Linked DNA regions of Rattus norvegicus: region 2 is linked to region 1. A link is a contact called in public Hi-C data. All regions are on one chromosome and are shown on one strand. The core of a region is the stretch at or near the end of the contact, and the rest is flanking DNA. Distances in the headings are between cores, read along the strand shown. Region 1 holds the start of Dhcr7 (7-dehydrocholesterol reductase). Region 2 overlaps Shank2 (SH3 and multiple ankyrin repeat domains 2).

What was found. Hi-C and Micro-C count contacts between places; a contact is called where the count stands out from the background.
Region 2: a contact with region 1 is called in a Hi-C map of liver, with 2.1 times the contacts expected there. The contact joins the enhancer-like site here to the promoter of Dhcr7 in region 1. A contact is called at or near these places in 2 of 12 Hi-C or Micro-C datasets (kidney and liver).

The regions. Positions count from the first base shown.
Region 1 is chr1:208,442,588-208,445,702 of GRCr8, forward strand. Dhcr7 (7-dehydrocholesterol reductase) reads left to right here and starts at 1,847. Exons shown (of 9, transcript NM_022389.3): 1 at 1,847-2,036.
Region 2 is chr1:208,619,163-208,622,369 of GRCr8, forward strand. All of the region lies in intron 1 of Shank2 (SH3 and multiple ankyrin repeat domains 2), which reads left to right. Among named protein-coding and RNA genes, the nearest start is that of Shank2, 22 kb to the left of the region's middle. Within about 2 kb of position 1,624, at least 7 of the 93 cell types and tissues checked have an H3K27ac peak or open chromatin away from gene starts, as enhancers often do. A contact at or near this core is called in kidney and liver, where this site is marked.

The DNA of each region.
Region 1 (3,115 bases), core at 597-3,096:
CCTGATAAAAGTAAGTCAGTGGTTTGGGACTGGCAAGATGGTGCAGTAGGTAAAGTGCTTTCAGTGTAAACCTGGCTGCCTGGGTTCAATCCCTGAAACTTAAAGACAGAGAGAGAAAACCAACTACACAAAGTTGTTCTCTGACATCCACGCATGGCTCACAGCGTGTGCACCTGTCCACCTGCCCAAACCCCGCCCCCCCATACACACAATGAAGACACACTGTATAGCAGTGGTTCTCAACCTCTGGGCTGCAACCCCTTTGAGGATGCATTTCAGATATTTTGCATATCAGATATTGACATTGCCATTCATAACAGTATCGAAATTACAGTTCTTCAGTAGCAGCAAGATCGTTTTATGGTTGGGGGTCACCACAGTATGAGGAACTGTAATTGAAGGGTCACAGCATGAGGAAGGTTGAGAAGCACTGCACCATAGTAACAAATGTTTGTTTTTTTTTTCTTGTTTGTCAAGACAGAGTTTCTCTGTGTAGCTTTGTCTGTCCTGTAACTTGCTCTGTAGATCAGGCTGGCCTCGAACTCATAGAGGTCTGCCTCTCTTTGCCTCCTGATTGCTGGGATTGAAGGCATGTGCCACCCACCATTGCCCGGCAGAAATTTTTAAAATTTTTGAAAAGTTAAAAGAGCTGAATTTTTGATAAAAGACCATCAGCTAATACGTTTAATACGTTTGGAGGAATGCTGAAATCAAGCCAACTGTTCCTACCAAGAAGTAGGCCATGTCCCAAGTGTCCTCAAAGAATGCTAAGTCACCAGGGCCAAAGGTTGTTTGGAAACATTGTATTTACCAGTCTCAAAATAACACTACCTTCATTTACTTATTAATCAAGAGCAAGACAGGGACAGAAGAAACGGCTCAGGGATTAAGAGTACTTACTGACTTACCTTGAAGAAGATCCAGGCTCAATTCCTAGTAACCATGTGCCAGTTCATAACTCCAGTTCCAGGGAGTAACCATGCATTATGTATGTATGATGTATGTATGTATGTATGTATGTATGTATGTATGTATGCATGCATGCATGCATGCATGTTGAGAGCGCTGGATGCCTTGGGAATGGAAATACCGATGGCTGAGTAACCATGTGGGTGCTGGGGCTTGAACCCTGGTCACCTGAAGAGCAGCCAATACTCTTAGCTGCTGAGCCATCTCTCCAGTCCCGACCGTATATTCTGTATAACCTATTACTCTAGTCAAATGTGTACCCTGACTGGATCCCGGGGTTTGGAGAAAAAGAGCAATAAAGGACATTGTTGGGCAGCTGATGCACCAGCACGTGGACAGTAGCTAACAGTGCTGAAGTCACATCCATTACCAGTTTGTTTCATTGTGGTTGCAGAGGAGACTCTCGCCAGGAGAGGGCGACTAGCGACTGTAACTAACGAATGTCAGGTGGCGCGGAGGAAAGAGTTGAGAATGAAACTATCCAAAGCTGCTTTGTTAAGGCTCAGCTGACAGGAATGCGGGCTGGGCTTTCCCCAAATACCCTTTGGGGCACGAAGGTGTGACTGAGTCCTGCCCACCAGAGGACCCGTTTGGCTGTCATACTAGGGCCACATTCACAGTCTGCTAGAGGCCTCTTCCTTGCGGGACTGGTCTGGTCCTGCCTCGCGGTCTCGGCAGTATCTGTTGTCCCGTGCAGGAGATGCTCTCCTTCAGGAAGGAGTTCTGCAGCAGGGTAAACTGAGGCACGGGAGGAGCAGGATCGGAGCTTGCGTGGCAGAATCCACAATTGTATCCTTCTTCCCCCAAAGCAGAATCGGACCCAAGTCCCCAGGGGCGTGGGCGGGGCGGGGCTGGCCCTGCTGTCAATCTCAAGACTGCCGCCGCCGACTGGAGGGCCCGGTGGGCTCCGAGTCAGCTCACTGCCTTCACCAATCACAGGGCGCGGCTCACGAAATCCACTTCGGATTGGTAGTCTGTGACCTCACGTCACCTGGGGGCGGTGCTTCAGGCAGACACTTAGGGCGCTGCTGGAGCTCGTGAATCAACCGCCCGGATCCCGCACGCAGGTGAGGTTTTGTGTGCACGGACCGGGCTATAGTACAGGAGAAGGACTGTGCGCACAGACGTGGGAGGTGGGGGGGAGGGGATCGTCGAGAGTGCAGAAGCGTGGGCCATATGTACAAAAAAAGAGAATGAGTATTCAGGAAGGAGGCAGTTTGTGAGATTGGGCGGGGGTGGGAGGAGATATGTATGTAAATGAGGGTATGCGCGTTTGCACAGGTTTTAGGTAGATTGGCGAACAGATGTGCAGATTTAGAGGCGTGTGCACCGGAGCGAGGGTTGTGTGCTCTGGTTTGGGGAGATGTATGCTGAGGGAGGGGGTCTGAATGCCGGGTAGGAGGGGAGATGCTTTGCCCAGATGGTCCAGGTGCACCTGTGATCAGGTGTGGAGGTGGACTTTGCTTAGCTGGGGCCTGTGGCCAGGAGAGCAGCCATCTGCTGTGGGATGAGGGTCCAGCTCCCTGAGAGACCTTTGAATGCTCAGGTATAGAGGGGCAAGTATAAACTCACCCCTTGGCATATACAGCCAGGAGAATCTCTTCACTGGATTTGAGTGATTCGATTTATTCTCTCAGGAGATAGATGGATTGCCCACTGGCATGAGGATCATGGGAAGCTCTAGGCATACCTGACCTCCCCAGTTTGTGGAGAGTCCCCTGTCCCCCTAAAGATCAGGATGGTGTTCAGAGGAAGAATTCCAAACGGCAGAACATCTTTAATTTTTGAGCTACTTCTGATAGAATCTTTTTGAAACGGTTCTTTCTAGCCCTGGGTGCCAGAGCTTCTGATTTCTTTGGTGATTTTCGGTGGGTGTGACGTAAGTTTACATGTCTATACAGAGCATTGCAGGAGGTTCTTTTGTCTGCCAGCTGCCACGGCCCCAAGTATTTCCCAGGATAAATTCCCATCGGTACACATAGGGGGACGTGCTTCTCGCCATGCACCCATTTCTGGGATTTCCTACCTTTTCATCTTGACATCCAACCCGAGGCTAACAGATTTCCAGATTGGACACCCTACTGCTTCTGGAATATTCCATCAACATAGATGCTTTTCTGTATGGAAGATCCCTGGAATCTGATAT
Region 2 (3,207 bases), core at 374-2,873, 180 kb after region 1:
ACACCACCGGATGTCAGCCTGTGGACCTCCTAAGGTTTTAGAGCTCATCTCCAAAACTTTTAGCTGTTACCTGGAGGCTTTTGTCTGTGTCTTCCATGATGTCCTCGATGAATGAGCGAGTAGGAGAGTGTACTCACCCGTGCAGTGGGGGGGGGTTGGGAGGGCGCTTAGGCAGCAAGGCAAATATCGCACTAGAATCTTGCACAGTGGGGCAGACACACCCTGTGTTGGTTATTTTTACCTTTGTTGTGACCAGATGCCTGATGAGAAGCATTTTCGTGAAGGGGAGGTTTGTTTAGATGTGTAAGGATAATGTCTATCATAGCAGGCAGGGGTGTCAGCTGTGGGAGGCAGCTGACCACATGGCTTCTTCGGTCCAGAACCTAAGCCCACTGGATGGTTCTGCCCACAGTTAGGGTGTGTCTTTCCATCTCAGCAAACCTAATGTAGGAAGTCCCTCTTACACTTGCTCAGAAGTTTGTTTCCGTGATGATTCTAAGTCCCACCAAGTTGACCCTTAAGATAGACCATTGCACAGCCGTAACACCAGAGCCATGGTGCTCTGGTTGGGCAGGTAGAGCAGGCTGCTTCTCTGGAGAATTCTACAGGCCATGGGGCGAAGGGGTAGAGCTTTATAACAAGGCTCCTCTGAGGAGCTAGTAACTGATGCTGTCTGGCTCCCGTGTCGCTGACCCTTGCCTCCTCTACTCAGTTCAGTTTCTAGGGGGCTAGTGCTCTTCTTGACAAATTTGACTGCTGTCCTCCACGTTTCCCAGGAAGCGGCCCTCTATCCTGTACTGGGACCTTGACCTGCCTTTAAATACCTAAACAATGCCCTGAGGGCATTGGGAAGGAAAGGTCTTGCTGCTTTAAGGACCAACCAATTTCATACATTAGAGGCACAAAATGAACTACAAAAGAAAATCTCTCACCCTGTTGATTTGAGATTCCCTTAGGAAGGAGAACTCTGTGCATTTTAAACTAGAAATCGGTCTGTGAACCCCTGAGATTTTTGAATTGATCCCAAACGCATTGTAGCCATTGCCTGGACTGTTTTATCCGTATCTTTCCTCAAAGGTCACCTTTTGTGCCCCAGTACATGAATGAGTATGAAACTGTGCCCCTTCCATGAGGGGCGTTAGGTGACAAATAAGCCAGTTCTGGGTTTTAGATGTTCCTAGAATGCTCTAGTAGCAAAATGCTTCTTCTTTGTAGAAATTCTTTTTTTTCCGTATTAGAAGCTGTCCAGCAGGGCTGATGCAAGAGGCCCGCAACGAGGGTTGACCCTTCCTGGCCTGGGAGGTTACAGCTCTGTGTGTGCTTCTGAGCATAGCTGTACCAAAGGCAACTGCCCAGGGTAGCACAAAGCCACCCTCCCTCTCTGCGTCACCCTGCCTGCTTCCTGTTTCTGAGCAGACCTATTTTGCAATCTGGTCCTGAGGAGATCCAGGGACCAAAGACTGTTCCCGCTCCCCAGAATGAAGCCAGACAAAATGCAAGGCCTCCTATTCTGTTTGAGCATGGGCTACATGACGAATGGGTGTTTAGTGTAAGTGTGCCCTGGGTAGCCAGCAGGATGTCCACAGAGCAACTTCTGTTTCCTACTTACCTGAAAGTGAATGTGCCCAGTTGTCCTCTGCCCTGCCCGGGAGTTAATCATTAATGTTTCCCCGGGGCCCCTGTCAGGTGGCCAGTTGTCTGCTGTTCCCATGGAGCTGCACCACATTCCTTATTAGGGTCATGACCCTCCAGGTCAGGTCTCTGGCCTTGGGATCTCAGGACCCTGCTGCAGAGAACCTTGCAGCTGATTTTCCTCCAATCATCCCACTTCCAGACCCAGCCTTGGGCCTCTTTGGACCTGTCTGGTGGAGCCCTTCTTATTAGGTACCTGCCTGTTTAGTCATGTCTTCTCAAAGTCAACATGAGGGTACGTTATGGGGTGTCTTTGTGGATGAAGAGGTTGCTGGTAATGGCTTGGATTGGGGAGCCTCACCTCATTGTCCTCCCTGCCTTGGTCTGTCAGCTCTGTTCTTGGAACCAGGCTATGGCTTGCTCCCAACATCCCCTACTCCCATTATCCCCCCTTTATTATGGAAAGAAGATGGGGGTGGGGCGTTAAGCTCACCTCAGAGTTCTGGTTTATGTCTACCTTGCAGCAATCAAGCATTTAAAACAGTACATTTCCAATATCAATACTTGTCACGTCTGCCCAAATCTGACCTGAGCCATCCCCACAGGCCTGGGACTCTGGGCTCTGTCCCCACTTGCTGGTAGTAGCTGGAGTTGACACTCCACTGCGGGCAGATTCAGGACCCATGCTCTGTCCATCTCTCCCTCACTGCATCCTGCCAGCTCCACAGCCTTGCTCCTGTCTGACTGTGTCCATCGAATGCCCACCGTATCCCAGATGATGGATGGACAGCAGCAGATGAGACACATTGAAGAACCAGTTGCCACAGGCATGTGGGTTCATCTGGGAGCTGTGAGGCAGAGAACTTTTGAGAGAGCTGGTCAGAGGCCAGAGGTTGGGTCTGATGGGGGAGGGAACCAGGGTTGTGGGGAGGGTTTGAGATGGACACAGGTATTTGCTTCAAGCTGTTGGATGCGGTTTCAGGCAGCTGAGAGGGGAACACACATAAAAGGGGCTTCTGGTGCGCTGCCTTCCTCTCCACCTTCCAGGGCAGGACTTCTGAGGACTGGAAAATCTCATTTGCTCCAGGCTTGGACAAAGCTGGTCTGGGCTATCAGTCTTCAATGGGAGCTTGTTCCCCAAGGCTGACTGGGAGTGGTGCTGCGTGCTGTGTGCTGTGTGCTGCATGCTGTGTGCTGTGTGTGCTGTGTGCTGTGTGCTGTGTGCTATGTGCTGTGTGCTGTGTGCTGTGTGCTGTGTGCTGGGGCCAAGGACGAGTGATCCCTTCATGGGGAGCCAATGGAACATCGCTCCGTCTCACTGCTCAGTGTAAGCTTCTGCCTTTGACCTGTTCCTGGACTCCCAGGAACCCAGCCGCAGTCATTGCTCATCCACCACATCTATCTATGCCAGGCCTGTCTTCTTTCTCTGTCCCTGCTGGGATTGAAAGTGGGGCAGCCTCAGGAGCTGGAACCACTGGGGCCAAACTAACACCTGTCAGTACAAAGGACTCTGTGAGATAGAACATGAAGGGCCCGACCTCCCCCAGACATGATAGATTTCTTCTTGCAGCCCAA